Regions from separate parts of the Mus musculus genome. Here region 2 is linked to region 1. A link is a contact called in public HiChIP or PLAC-seq data. All regions are on one chromosome and are shown on one strand. Each heading gives the region's core, a stretch centred on a gene start, on an enhancer-like site or on the middle of the called end of the contact. The rest is flanking DNA. Distances are from core to core; before and after follow the strand shown. Region 1 overlaps Ppcdc (phosphopantothenoylcysteine decarboxylase). Region 2 holds the start of Imp3 (IMP3, U3 small nucleolar ribonucleoprotein).

What was found. HiChIP or PLAC-seq counts read pairs in DNA pulled down with a chosen protein or histone mark.
Region 2: a contact with region 1 is called in a FOXA1 HiChIP or PLAC-seq map of pancreatic cancer cells. The contact joins the promoter of Imp3 here to the enhancer-like site in region 1. A contact is called at or near these places in 4 of 39 promoter capture datasets (the C10 cell line, cranial neural crest and pre-B cells), 3 of 484 Hi-C or Micro-C datasets (Sertoli cells, embryonic stem cells and pre-B cells) and 13 of 115 datasets of contacts at active chromatin or transcription factors (the SCID.adh cell line, bone marrow-derived macrophages, embryonic forebrain and 7 more).

What each region holds. Positions count from the first base shown.
Region 1 is chr9:57,412,567-57,419,834 of GRCm38.p6, forward strand. It overlaps Ppcdc (phosphopantothenoylcysteine decarboxylase), which reads right to left. Exons shown (of 7, transcript NM_176831.5): 6 at 2,520-2,688; 7 at 1,395-2,160. The coding sequence ends at 2,075. Among named protein-coding and RNA genes, the nearest start is that of Ppcdc, 24 kb to the right of the region's middle. Within about 2 kb of position 4,930, at least 30 of the 459 cell types and tissues checked have an H3K27ac peak or open chromatin away from gene starts, as enhancers often do. A contact at or near this core is called in the SCID.adh cell line, bone marrow-derived macrophages and pancreatic cancer cells, where this site is marked.
Region 2 is chr9:56,934,813-56,941,963 of GRCm38.p6, forward strand. It overlaps Imp3 (IMP3, U3 small nucleolar ribonucleoprotein), which reads left to right and starts at 2,688. Exons shown (of 1, transcript NM_133976.2): 1 at 2,688-3,586. The coding sequence starts at 2,695. The coding sequence ends at 3,249.

The DNA.
Region 1 (7,268 bases), core at 3,680-6,179:
GAGATGGACTGTTCAGTTCATGTCAGGGAAGTTCTTCACACTCATGTGTGCTTGTGGGATGTATGCACTCACAGGTTTCACACTCATTTTTTTTTTTTTTTGACATTTATTATTCTGGGTATTCCATAGCAGTTAGAAAAGTCTCCACTTACGTGCAATGTTGCTCTCTGTTACCTGGTCAACCGTAGCCTGAAATACCAAAGTTCATTAAAACGATCCATAGTTTAAGTCACACGCTGCGCTGAGGAGCACGAAATACCACACTTCCTGTTCCATCTCAACCCAGACAGGAATCATCACTTAGTCTAGCATGTCCGTGCTGAATATGACTGACAGTCCGCTACTGCAGCAGCGTTACAAATCAAGTACCACTGGTGCATAGCCCTTGCGCTCAAGCAACCTCTCACCTCAGGAACAGCCCACGACTCGGGACGCAGACAACTCGGGGAAGCCAGAGAAGCATCAACCTTCTTTGATGTTCTGGGCCAAGTGTGATGGTACACACTATTAATCCCAGCACTCGAGAAGCAGAGACGGGAGGCTCTCCGAGTTCCAAGCTACTCTGGTATAAAGAGGAAGTTCAGGACAGCCAGGGATACAAAGAGAAACCTTGTCTCGAGACAACAAAACAAAACAACAGAAAGTCTAAGTTCTTGACTTGATACAATTTTAAAGTTGTATGTTGAGTTCACACAAGTTTTTAAATATTTACTGTATCTGTTTTGTATGTGTGTACACATGCAGATAGTACCTGTGACAGTGTGAGAGTGGAGGTGGCGGTCAGAGGTCACCTTCCAGAGGCTGGTTCTCTCCTTCCGCCACGTGACTCCCAGGGATTAAACTCACACTGTGAAGCTTGGTGACACAAGGTGGCAAACACCTTTACACACTGAACCATCTTGCCAGGCTCTATTATATTTTTAATTGTTCTATTTTTCTTTCAGCATGGAAAATAAGTTATTACAGAACAAAGTGAATAACTGTTCTATTTTATTATTGTTGCTGATCTCTTACTGGGCCTAATTTATAAATTAAAATTTGTCACAGTTTATGTAAAGAAAGACGTCATAATGTATGGCGTTCTGGCTTCAGGAGCTGCTGGGAGCAAGCGTGTATCCCCTGTGGGTGTAAGAGACAAATGCACTTTTCACATCTGCCTCACTTAATCCTCTCGGCAGCTCTGTTATGGACGCATGACCCAGCAGATGGAAAAACGAGGGTCAGTCTGGGTCTGGAGGTGGGATTGAGATCTGAATCTGACCTGTCTGCTTTGAGACTGCACAGGAATGTGGGCGTGCTAGTCAGTCGTCAGCCTGGAACCTTCTCTGGCCTCACATGGCCATGCCCCTGACCTCTGAGGCCACAGACAGGATGTAAAGAAGGACACAGTCTCCTAAAAGGTCACTTTTCTTTATTTCCCAGACCTGTTCGTGCCCCTACTCTCAGTACAGACTGTGGGAAATCTGAAGAGTTTGGCCACCTCACAGACTTCTTGACTGTGTGCGACACCTGGGCACCAAAGACTGGATGCTTCCAGCCTGACCAGGAGCCTGCTGTGTCCTGCTATGTCAGGGATCTTGAGCTATGGTGTTTCTTCTTGTTGCTTTTGTTTTGATATAGGCTATCACACTCAAAGGCCTGGCTTACTATGTAACCCAAGCCAACTTCAAAGTTGTAGCAATCCTGCCTCAGCCTTCTGAGTGCTAGGATTACAGATGTGAGCCTCCATGCCCAGCTTCATCCATGGTGTGTCTAAAAGCAATTCCCAGGCAGGAGGTCCCTCAGTCATTCAATTACCCTTCCAGTAGCAGCGTGCTTGCCTAGTCTATTTGGGCTATCCCAGAAAGAAATGGGAGGGCCTCCAGGAAGCAGGCATCTCTTGGTTGAAAGAAGGTAGGACCTGGGTCTGTGGTTCCGTGTAGCTTGAAGAGGGTTAGACTGAAGGGAAATCCCAAGAAGGTTCAGGCTAGCCCCTCGTCAACCAGCACAAGCGCTTCATACTGTGCTGATATCCTTCTTCAACAGCTCAGGCTGAACTCACTGGGTGCAGGGGCATCACGGCAGAAATCCCAGGTCAACTCTGCTGGATGCTACCATGCTGGGAGAGCACGGCCTGCACCTTAGCCACAATGGTCTCCACTTCAGCCATGGCTCCTAGACCTGGAAGCAAAGTTTACCGTGACTAAGAGGCACCAGACGAGCTGACCTGGCCTGTGGCTACCACGCAGATCTCCCTTGTGTACTCTGCCCACATCCTAAGGCTGAGAAGCACAAGTCCAGCTCTGCCTGAGCTACCATATCTATCCCTTCCAAAACAGCCCAGGACAGGCCCGGGAGTCCCTCCATTAACAGTGTTCTATTGCCAGGGGCTCCACCAGACACTTCACACATACTGTCTCGCTTCAGCCTAGCAAGCCTAAGAGACAAGGATTCATTTCTAGATGAGAGAGCTGAGCTCAGAAAACAGCTCTGTCTAAGGTCACAATGGGCCAGAGACCCACTGCACCACAGAAGCCTACCTTGGTCTCCACACACCAGCTTCTTGCTCACACAGGGAATCTCCACGTAGCCAAAGGCCTTGAGCTGGGCTACCTGCTGTGCGGTGAGAGGATGCTCCCACATGGCAGTGTTCATGGCGGGGCAGAAGAGTAGGGGCTTGTTTAGGTCCCAGGCCCGGATGACACAGGTCTATAAAGAAGGGGAGTGGGGGGAGATGCTGATGCTCTGCCTACTAACCCTTCTCGGTCCTCCCAAATCCTCCCTACTGTCCTTGCCATGGTCAGCAGAGCAGCTGTTGCCTAGGGATGACGGGGTATCACCCATCTACAGAGATCTGTTCTTGCATCCTTGGGAGGGAGGGCTGTCTCTTCATCCCTCATCATTTCCACTCAGGCTCTGGCTTGGTCCTAGACACAGGAGATACCCAATCAGCACCCACAGTGACCCAGATACCTCCAACAGACCTCCATCCTGTATACAATGACCCTGCCCAACAGCCTAAGTCTCCACACAGGCTCACAACTGAAGGACAGAGAAGCAATCCCAGGGGGACAGGAGGCCAGCTTCACTATTCACTGGAAAGCTAGGAACCAGACTGTTCACGCTCTACTCAGCAACAGTTCTACTTCTGGGTAGCAACAGTTCTACAACTAAACTCTGAGAATGAAAACATCCAGCACACTGTACCCTTCGTCATCCATTATCTCAAGAACCCTTACTGTAGCCCTATAAGGAAGGTATTGTCCCTTGTTCAGAGATGGGCAAGCTGCAGCTCCCTGAGAGATAAACAGTTGTCCAAGGTCACACAGATACAAACAGCGACCTATACAGCCATCCTTTTGACTGGGCAGCCTCACCATCTCCCAAAGCCAGACCATACCACCAGGTCACACACCAGAGCAGACCAGTTCAGACCTTCCCTCCCTGATTATTTCCAACTCAGAGTCTTGAGATTTTGAATTCTGAAGTCATGCAAGCTTGATATCAAACCATGGTTGAATGCTAGGTATGGTGACATGCGCCTGTAATATCAGCCCTCTGGAGCCTGAGACAAGAGAATCTCAAGTTCAGGGTCAGACTGGAATACATACCAGGACCCTGTCATTTTTATTTTATTTTATGAAAAATCTTGGGGCTGGCGAGATGGCTCAGCTGGTAAGAGCACTGACTGCTCTTCCAAAGGTCCGGAGTTCAATTCCCATCAACCACACAGTGGCTCACAACCACCCATAATGAGATCTGACGCCCTCTTCTGGTGCGACTGAAGTCAGCTACAGTGTACTTATCTATAATAATAAAGAAATCTTTGGGCTGGAGCGAGCAGGGACCGAGCCTGCCAAGGAACTACCCAAGCCAAGAAGGGCCAACCGGAGCAGGGTAGCCCAGAGTGAGCAGAGGTCCTAAAAATTCAATCCCAACAATCACACGAAGGCTCACAACCATCTGTACAGCTAGCTATAGTGTACCCACATACAATAAAACAAACAAATAAATGAAAATCATTTTAAAAAGAAAGGAAAAAGTTGGGCACTGTAGCATACTCCTTTGATCCTAGCCCTAGGGAGGCAGAGGCATACACAGCTCTCCCAGTTTGAAGCCAGCCTGGTTTACATAGCAACTTCTAGGCCACCAAAGGCTACATAGATCCTGTTTCAAAATAAAATAAAATAATTTTTTAATTAAAAAGACTGTGAATGTTTTTAATGGTGGTGTGGTATAGTAGTAGTTTTTTGAGGCACAATCTCACGTAGCCCAGGTTGGCCTCTGAACTGACAATGTGACAGAAGACCTTCTACTCTTGGTCCCCTGCTTTCCTAAGAGCTGATGTCAGCGGTGGGTACCCCCAGGTCCCAGCAAAAATGCAAAAGCTTTCAACATTCTCAGCTGAGAGCCTGGTACTAAGTACGGGTCCCACAGCTAGGGTTCCTGCATTACCCCAGGCCCAGGCTTGGGAGGCCACAGACTGCTCCTGAAGAAACGGGTTTCCTGTGCTCTGACTTCAGCAGCCACCTCCTCCTGAGAGCTCCCGGGGATACAGCAACTATGACACCCCTGCTCAGAAAGAGTCCCGAGTCCCGAGTGCCCCTGCCCCCTCCTGGGACAGCAAACAGTCTGGAATCTGGTTGCTTGCCTCGTCCCAGGCATCAACATTGGTCTCCCACCAGCTCCTCTCAAGAAGACAAGCTGGCTGTGGGTGGACACCTTCAGTCACATTTCTTCTTGGCTCTGTGCTACCTGCTGCTTTGACAGAGTCATAAGCAAACCTAGAAAGGACCCTTGATGAGTGGTGTAGGAACGGGGTGGGGCTGGGCTCTAAGAACCCTCAAAACAGAGCATGCTGACCACAGCAAACTCCAACCTGTCTGCCCTCGGCAGGGCTACTTCCCAACTGTCTGACTCGCAGCTCAGTGTTTCCTGGACAAACCACAGCTCCTCTGAAGCAACTAGCAGTAGGAAGGGAAGAGGACACTGCCGCTCCAGCCAAGTGGCTGGCAGCATGCTGGGTGCCTCAGCCTTGGCCCTGGGAATCTGCTCAGGCATGGCAGACGGCTGGATCCCAGTCCAGAGACTAGCGTCAGACTGGCAACCTGGGGCATCGACTCCTCTTTCTGGACCTGACAACTTAGCACAGAAGCCAGGCCAGAACAGACGGAGACAGCCATCCCCAGGCATAGGGCCTGGAGAGCAGGACTGAGAACATCTAGCAGGCTCCTCTCCAGCATCCTTCCAATGCTGGAGACAACTGCCTGCAAAGAGGGAGCAGGCTGAGCATCCTTCAGGTCTCTAAGAAGATACTGAGGAGGAGGTGGCCACACCACCTAGAGTGCCAACAGCTCAAACCGTAACACCAGGGATTGTGTCAGACATCTGTCTTCAAGGGAAACTGAGGCAAATGCTTAGTTTGGGGAACATGTTCCACTGTCCAGCCAATTCTGAAGAAGAAAACCTCAAAAACAGAGGTGTAGCAAGCAGCCTGGAAGAAAAAAAAGCCAGGCCCTCAGGCCATGCCTGCAATCCCACCTGGGGAAGGAAGAGAGAGGGGATCAGGATTTCCAGGCCAGTTGGTCTACATGACATTATATTTGTTTTACATGTCTTGACCACATATATGTCTGTGTATCACAAGTGTGCCTGGTGCCCACCAAGGCCAAAAGAAGATGCCAGATCTCGAGACTGATGTTACAGACAGTTGTGAACCTCCACGTGGGTACTAGGAATCAAACCCCAGTCCTCTGAAAGAGCACCCAGTGCTCTTAACCTCTGAGCCATCTCTCCAACTCAGCTCAAGACTGTTTCTAATGGGGGAGGAGCAGCGCATATAACAGCAATAACAATAACATCAACAACAAGGGGGGTGGCCTGCATCTTCAGAGGGAAGGAGGAAGCCTAAGAAAGTGGCTGGGGTTCAGCTCTGAGGTTGGAGTGTTTTATCACATCAGCTGCTGCTAACCTCCCAATGGGAGCGCAGCAGGGTGCACGGCTGAGTACCCCCTCTCCAGTTTCTACTAGGCAGTGACAACCATGCTATACCCAGCTCTGCTTCCCTGTCCTTCCCAGTCTGCTCCTGGCCACAGCATCAGGGAGGGTGTTCCTCCCATCCTATATTCTTAGTCTAACAATGCTTGGGTCACCAGCAGCTTCCCAGAAGAGCGCCTCATAAGCAAATAAGGATACTAGTGTCCGCCTTTCTTTTACACACCATCCTGGGAAATGAGTGAGCCTGGGGTTTCCCACTCACTACACAAGCACTCTGCCACAAGCACTCTGCTCCAGCCCTCTTTACTTTCTTTAGAGATTCATTCTGTAGCCCACCAGGCCTTGAGATTTTGATCCTCCTGCCTCAGCCTCTCAAGTTGCCAGGATTACAGGCTTATGCCACAGGGCCCAGATGAAGGGCCCCCATCATATGTGATATCCTAAAGTTCTTGATGCATCTTCAATATTTATTTCTTCAGCATTTTCAACTCTAAAACTGAGCTGAGTAACACACACCAGTAATGCCAGCATTCAGAAGGCAGAGGCAGGAGGACTGCCAAAAGTCTGACACAAGCCTACACACAAGCACACACAAACACAAACATAAATTCAAAAACAAAAAATATTTATGAGAGAGAATTACTTCCTACCACATACAAGCAGTATTATTAAAGGTCTACTTAGTGCCTAGCACCAAGCAGGCTCCAAAGACTAATGGGCTCACCTGAGCCTACAGTGCTCAGCATGGAAATTTCCCCTGTCTGCATGGTGATCACAACCCTCTCTCCAGAGCCAGCACTCCCCGTGTCCCCAGTAGAAGTCTCCAGAACATGAGAGGTGAAAGGTCAAGAAACAGAGGGAGAGGTGACCAAAGACCTTCCCAGGATTATCACAGAAACGAAGACAGATGCTCTTGAAGGGAGCAGCTCCCAGGAGGTCTCAGAGGCCTAAGCCAATCTGGCAATCACTTCTCACCCAGTTTTCCCCTCTCGTTCTCCCCAAGCTTTCCCTGATAATGTGAAAACTGGGTCTTAGCTTTGGGGTGTTTCTAGATGCCGGTGGGAAGGAGGACCTGACGGGGAAGCAGTAAAGGCAGGGAATTCAATGGAGGTGCATGCAGAGGGAGACCTGTGAGGAAGGATGATGGAAGAGCAGAGGGCTGAGGGCGGGGCGCCTGGCTGACCACTGTGGGCAGGAGAAGGTAGACACGCCCAGATACCAGCAGCAAGGCCAGATGGTCCACTGGACCCAGATTTTCAACCTTCTTGCTAAAGAGACAGGAGCAGAGGGGG
Region 2 (7,151 bases), core at 1,438-3,937, 480 kb before region 1:
CCTGTCTCGAAAAACAAAAACAAAATAACAAAAAACAAACAAACAAACAAACAAACAAAAACAATCAGGCTTATTGCAATGTGTCTTTAAACCCAGCACTCTGGAGGTAGAAGCAGGTAGTTCTCTGTAAGTTTGAGGCCAGCCTGGACTACAGATTGAATTCAAGGCCACACAGGACTATGTAGTGAGACCCTGTCTCAAAAGAAACAAACAGGAGTTAAGATGACAGAGACCAGCATGAGGCATAGGGAGGGGGGAGTGAGCAGGTCAGTCCAGTTGGCCTAATCGCCTCTCAGTTTCAGTCACACAGGTTATAGATAATACCTGTAACCTTTAGGCAGAGGTGTTGCTTAGAAGATAACAGAAACATAAAGCAGAACTCTTCTGGTTTTTAGAAAGCTAATTTTACTGGTTCTTTGTGAATTTCACATCATGCACCACTCATCTCCTTGTCCTTTTGTCTTTACCCTTTGCCCTTGCAACCTCCCCCAAAAGGAAACAAAAAACCAAACCAAACAAACAAATCTCACCAAGGAAGCTTCAGTGTGTCATGGTGCTACCTGTTTTCCACACATTTTTTTTACTTGCTAATGTTCATTGTAATTCTTCATTGGTCTGGTAGGAGGCCTCTGGCTTCAGCTACACCTGAGAACTGACTCCTCTCAGACATACTGTTGTTGCCATCTGTCTTAGTTAGGCCTTTACTGTGGTCAGTCACTATGACCAAGGTACCCTTTATAAAGGACCACATTTAATATGAGCTGGTTTACTGGTTCTGAAGTTCGGTCCATCATCATCACAGAAACATAACAGCATCCAGGCAGGCATGGCGACAGAGGAGCTGAGAGTTCTACATCTTGTTCAGAAAGCAAATAAAAGAGGACTGGCTTCCAGGCAGCTAGGAGGAGGATCTCTCAAAGCCCACCCCCCACAGAGACACACTTCCTCCAACAAAGCCACACCTCCTAATAGTGCCACTTCCTGGGCCAAGCATATTCAAACCACCACACCAGGTGCCATGGAGATACTGCAGCTTTGGATCTGCAGGACCAACCCCTTCACATGCTCCTGAAGTTCATAGCTTGCTTTTCAACGTGATAATCTCAGCAAATCATCTTTTGGGGTAGATGAGGAAGCGACACATAGAAAGCATGCATTGTGGGCTGTAGAAGTGACAATACAATATATCCTGCCAGCCTCACTTACAGCAATAGAGAGTAGAGAGACACACCTTCATAACTGATATGGTTTGTGTGTCAGGAGGTTACCCCAACAGGTAGGGGCTCAGTAGAAATTCTTCTGGCCTTCGTTCTGCTTCTGTGATTTCAGACAGGAATTGTTTACCAGACTGTTCACCTCTTACAGATGAAGGTTAGGACTCCTACTTACACTCTGAATTTCTCATCATTGATGGGTACCATCAGTCACTGAGGATTGCAGAAACAATCTCCAGACATACCTGAGTAACACTTTAACTCCAGCACTTGGAGGCAGAGGTAAATGGATCTCTTTGAGTTTAAGGACAGCCTGGTCTATATAAAAATTACCAGGACAGATAGTACTAGAGACATTCTGTCTCAAAAAATAAAATAAAGTAAGACAGCCATGGTGGCACATGCTCACTCATAATCTCATCCTTTTGGATTGAATCTGGTTATATTGTGGTGAATTCATGGCTGACCTGGGCTACCTAAGGAAACTGTGTCAAAAAAATAAGAGGCAGGAATGCTTCCAATCCTGATTGTTTGGTACTACTGCCAGTCCAGTGACAGATCTCATGCTGGCCAGGATGGGACTATTTGTCAACTCTGGGGACCACTGGAACTGAGACATTTGCAGAGTTCTAATCACGTTTTTTGACAGAGATAATCCTCTTATTTATTTATTAGCATTCCACTCTTCTAAAGTTGTGTATGCTTTAAAAAAAAAAGATTTGTTTTATGTGTATCAGTGCTCTTAGCTGCATGTACATGTGCATGTCAGAAAAGAGCATCAGATCACATTATAGATGGTTGTGAACCACTATGTGGGCGATGGGACTTGAACTCATGACCTCCGGAAGAGCAGCCGTGCTGTTAACTGCTAAGCCATCTTTCCAGAGTTGGAGAGATAGCTCAGCCATTAAATAATAGGCTCACAACCAAAACTATGAGACAACTCTTTTAAAGGCAGTAACCTCTCTCTCTGGAAACTGACATCTACAGCTATTGACGGAGCAGACTCTCTTCAGTCACCAAAGACAGAACTCTGAGAGTAAACTAGGTGCTGCCAAGATGGCTCAGCGGTTAAGAGCACTTGACTGCTCTTCCAAAGGTCCAGAGTTCAATTCCCAGGAAAACCACAAACAGGGGATCTGAAGCTCTCTTCCGGTATGAAGACAGAGCAATCATATACACAAAATACGTAAATGAATAAATATTTAAAAACAAAACACAACACTGGACTAGACTAGTTGCATACGCACTGCATGCAAGGAAAAGTGTATTCGCAGGACACGGCTCTCCTTCCGCAATTCTTTCTCCCCCGCTCCCCTTTCAAAACAGGAAGTTCCAGAGTTGGACGAATGAAAAACCGGGGGCGTGTCTTTAACCAATCTTTTGATTGGTCCAGTGATCTAGAGGCGGGGTCTTTCTACGTCGAGGCGGAAATTACGCTAGATTTTCAACGTATTCCCTTTCTCCCGCATTCTCCATCATGGTGCGGAAGCTTAAGTTCCACGAGCAGAAGCTGCTGAAACAGGTGGACTTCCTAAACTGGGAAGTCACCGACCACAACCTCCACGAACTGCGTGTGCTGCGGCGGTACCGGCTGCAGCGGCGCGAGGAGTACACGCGCTACAACCAGCTGAGCCGAGCGGTGCGCGAGCTGGCGCGGCGCCTGCGCGACCTGCCGGAACGCGACCCATTCCGCGTGCGCGCCTCGGCGGCGCTGTTGGACAAGCTGTACGCTATGGGCCTGGTGCCCACGCGCGGCTCACTGGAACTCTGCGACTCCGTCTCGGCCTCGTCCTTCTGCCGCCGCCGCTTGCCTACTTTGCTCCTCAAGCTACGCATGGCGCAGCATCTCCAAGCTGCTGTGGCTTTTGTGGAGCAGGGTCATGTCCGCGTGGGCCCAGACGTGGTCACTGATCCCGCCTTTCTCGTCACTCGCAGCATGGAGGACTTTGTCACCTGGGTGGACTCATCCAAGATCAAGCGGCACGTGTTGGAGTACAATGAGGAGCGCGATGACTTTGATCTAGATGCCTAGCGAGTCTTCTTGTCCTGGCTTCTCAGCTACAGGTCACTGAACCGGGGATGGGGAGGATTGCCCCGGTGTACTGGGAATTTTTCCTAGAATTTGGACTGACAATTAAGTGACTGTGTCTTGAGAGACAGTGGGAAGCAGTTTTGTACCGCACTGGGGATTGCTAGCTTCTTGTGCCTTAAACTTTGTGGTGTAGAAGCAGGAATGTTACCTCTTCCCCTTTGCTTTCATCTTGAAATAGGACCGTCTGGATGGAGAGTTTGAGTTCAGTATATTTATATCGTTTAAAGAAACCCTTTCCTAATGCCAATAAATGTCCCACCGACGTTGTTTAAGTGCACATTTTTGTCTGGTCGTTCTTCTTACCTAGGGTCCTACATAGCCATATCTATTATCTTGCTAGCTGAAGAGCCTAAGGGCAGGAAAAGGGTTGAAGGCGTGAGGCTTTGGAGCCTCACGTGGAGGTTGCAGGATGTTGTACAAGCTGGGCAGATTTGTCACTTAACCAGTCCTTTTCTCGGAATGAATGTTTTGGCAGAGCTTTTATCCACAAGACTTCCTGTTGATATTCCAGCCCCAGGAAATACCATATTAAAGTCCTGGAGTGTTTGCTTGCCTAAGGAAATGATCGCCCTGTAGTTTGGCCAGCTAGTGGTTAGAAGGGACCCAGGAGGTTCCTGAAAACAGATGTTCTTCAAGGTCCTGGCTTCAGAGTTAAGGACACCCCCCCCCCCAAAAAAAAAAAACAAGCAAAAGGGCGAGGTAGTGCTGGCACAGCCTTTAATCCCAGCAGTTAGGAGGTTAAGGCAGGCAGATCTTTGAGTTCCAGGCCAGCCTGGTCGACATGAGGACAACCAGGGCTATGCAGAGAAATTTAGGACTTTAAAAAAAAAAAAAAAAAAAACGCAGCAGAAGCAAAAGGAAAACCATAAAGCAATAGAACTGGTAAATAGAGCACCAAGTTTTATCCCAGACCAAATACAAAATAGAATTCAGAGTCTGGCAGATTAAGGTATTTGTGTAGGGGTTATTTTTCTTCTCTCTCTCTCTCTCTCTCTCTCTCTCTCTCTCTCTCTCTCTCTTTTGAGACCGGTTTTGATTTGAAGCTCAAGCTGGTCTGGAACTAGAAGTGATCCTCCTGTCTCAGCCTCTCCAGTGCTAATATTACAGTGTGCACTGATGAGGCTCAGATTTTATGTGCTTCCTCTTCCTTGCTAGTGAGCCAGGCAAGATAGCTCAATGGGGAGAGAGGCACTTGCTGCTCAGGCTGACAGTGTGAATTTAGTTTTGGAACCCACATGGTGGAAGGAGAGAGCCGACCCTTCCACATGCATGGTACGTCATTTACATTCATACAAACAAAATTTTTTAAAAAGTAAAACTAGGGTTGGAGAGATGGCTCAGTGGTTAAAAGCACCGATTGTTCTTCCAAAGGTCCTGAGTTCAAATCCCAGCAACCACATGGTGGCTCACAACCATTTGTAATGAGATCTGATGTCCTCTTCTGGTACATCTGAAGACAGCTACAGTGTACTTAGATATAATAAATAAATCTTAAAAAAAAAAAAAGTAAAACTAGGGAAGGTAACATGAAATGATTCCAAATATTAGACACAGGTTTACATGGGTAATATATACCCTCCCAACAAACCCATTTAAATGAGTAGATCAGTTACTCTGCACTTTTCAGGTGAGAAAGGAAGATAAGTCAGTATTTGATTGCTTGATAAATGAATTAAGAGTTTTAAGAGTGCTAATGCACAGCCAGTCCTTAAAAGATATGTTGGAGTGTCAGCCTCCAGGTCAGTAGCAACACTAGGCAGTGATTGGTTTCAGCAGGATGCTATAGAAGAAGTTAGTCAGAGCTGGTGTATTATGCACTAAGCAGAAACACTGCAAGTGTGGGGTCAGCCAAGGCTGCAAAGCCAGTGTCTCAAGAAATAAAAGACTGAAGAAATGACTAAGCAGTAAAGAGCACTAGCTGTTCTTCCAAAAACTCTACTTCCAAGGGATCCAATATCCTCCTCCAGCCATGCATATGTATATAGACATGCAAGCAAAATACCCATCTACCAAGAGAGGGAGAAAAATTGGGCATGGTGGCATATGCCTTTAATAATATTTCTTTGGACTCATCCAATCCCAGCACCCAGGAGGCAGAGGCAGTTGGATCTCTGGTCTAGAGAGTAAATTCCAGAGCTACAAAGAAACCCAGTTTCAGTACCTCATCCCCAACCCCCAAATTAAAAAGCAAAACAGCCGCTGAAAGTGAAGACAAAAAAAGCTCTGATGTTAGGAGCTTGCACAGCTCTTGAAGAGGATCCCAGTGTATCAGACTTAAAATTACCTATAACTCCAGCTCCAGGGGCATGAAATACCTTAGCCTCCTCAGGCTCCTGCACTTACATATGTATATCCACACACATAAACAAAACTAATACTTTTAAGGAGTTATAGAGGCTGGGCTGTATGGCACATGCCTTCAAACTCAGCACCCTGGAGGTATAGGCAGGTGGATCTCTGCATTTGAGGTCAACCTGGTTTACAGTGAGTTCCAGGATAGCCAGGACTACACAGAGAAATCCTGTCTAAAACAAAAGGAGAAGAACAAGAGTAATCCGGAGAATGTCAGGCATGGTGGCGCACGCCTTTAATCCCAGAACTTGGGAGGCAGAGGCAGGCGGATTTCTGAGTTCGAGGCCAGTCTGGTCTACAAAGTGAGTTCCAGGACAGCCAGGGCTACACAGAGAAACCCTGTCTCCGAAAAACAACAAAACAAAAAAGAATGATCTGGAGAGGTGGCACAGCCCAGCTGTATGTTTGTGTATGTTTGTTATAAATAACTTGGGGGTATTCACCAGAGAGTACTGTTTGGACATAGGTTTAAGTCACTACCAAATCTTTTGGCCCTCAGTCCACTACACTGAGCCTTTTCCAGGGTGAGCTTTAAAGCATAAAAATCACGTTTTGGGTTGACACACTTAACAAGAACAGTTTGCCAGAAGTGGAATTACAAAAGCCCAAAAGTAGTACTTTGAGAGACGTTTCCAGAGCTATGGACTTTGATGGATTAGGTATTTGTTTTCATTGTTTTACAGCCTGAATGGCACTGCCATCATGGAGTCGGTTGTGTGAGGTCTGCAGGCCTACTAAGGTCTGGGGCCCTGTTACATAACTATGGCATAGGGCTTGAGAGACCTTCGCAGTTCAGGGTACTTGCTTTTCTTGCAGAGAACCTAGGTTTGATGTCCATTGCCCATATGGTACTTTGTATATGTACTATGTATAACTCCAGTTCCCAGGATTCAGTGCCTGCTTTTGACCTCTGAGCACCAGTCATGCAGGTGATATACATACATACATTCAGGCAAGCACTCATATACACAAAATGAGAATAAATAAATCTTTTCCAAAAGTAGCTATGGCAACTTGCCTCAGAGTGTTTATTGCATCTCCTGGCAGCAAAAGCCAATCCTTTCTTTTCTCCATGCAGGCTACACACATCACTAAGCTATAGCCTAGTTCTTTGACTCTTTTGGTTTTTCGAGATGGAGTTTCTCTGTGTAGTTTTGGCAGTCCTGGAGCTCACATTGTAGATTATGCTGGCCTCAAACTCAGAGATCTATCTGCCTGCCTCTGCCCCAGAATGCCGGGATAAAGGCATGTACCATCACTGCCTGGCTCCTTTTACTTTTTAAATTATTTGTAGCGTCTTACCATTTAGCTGTAGCTGACCTGGACCTCACTGTGTAGACTAAACAGGTCTTGGATTCAGAGAATTCCTGCAGGTCTTTTGGGTACTGGGATTAAAGTGTGCATCACCATGCCTAGCTCATCGTTTGTGTTTTTTGGGTTTTGTTTTGTTGTGGGAGGAGGGGTGGGGTTGAAAGGTAGGAGATGAGACA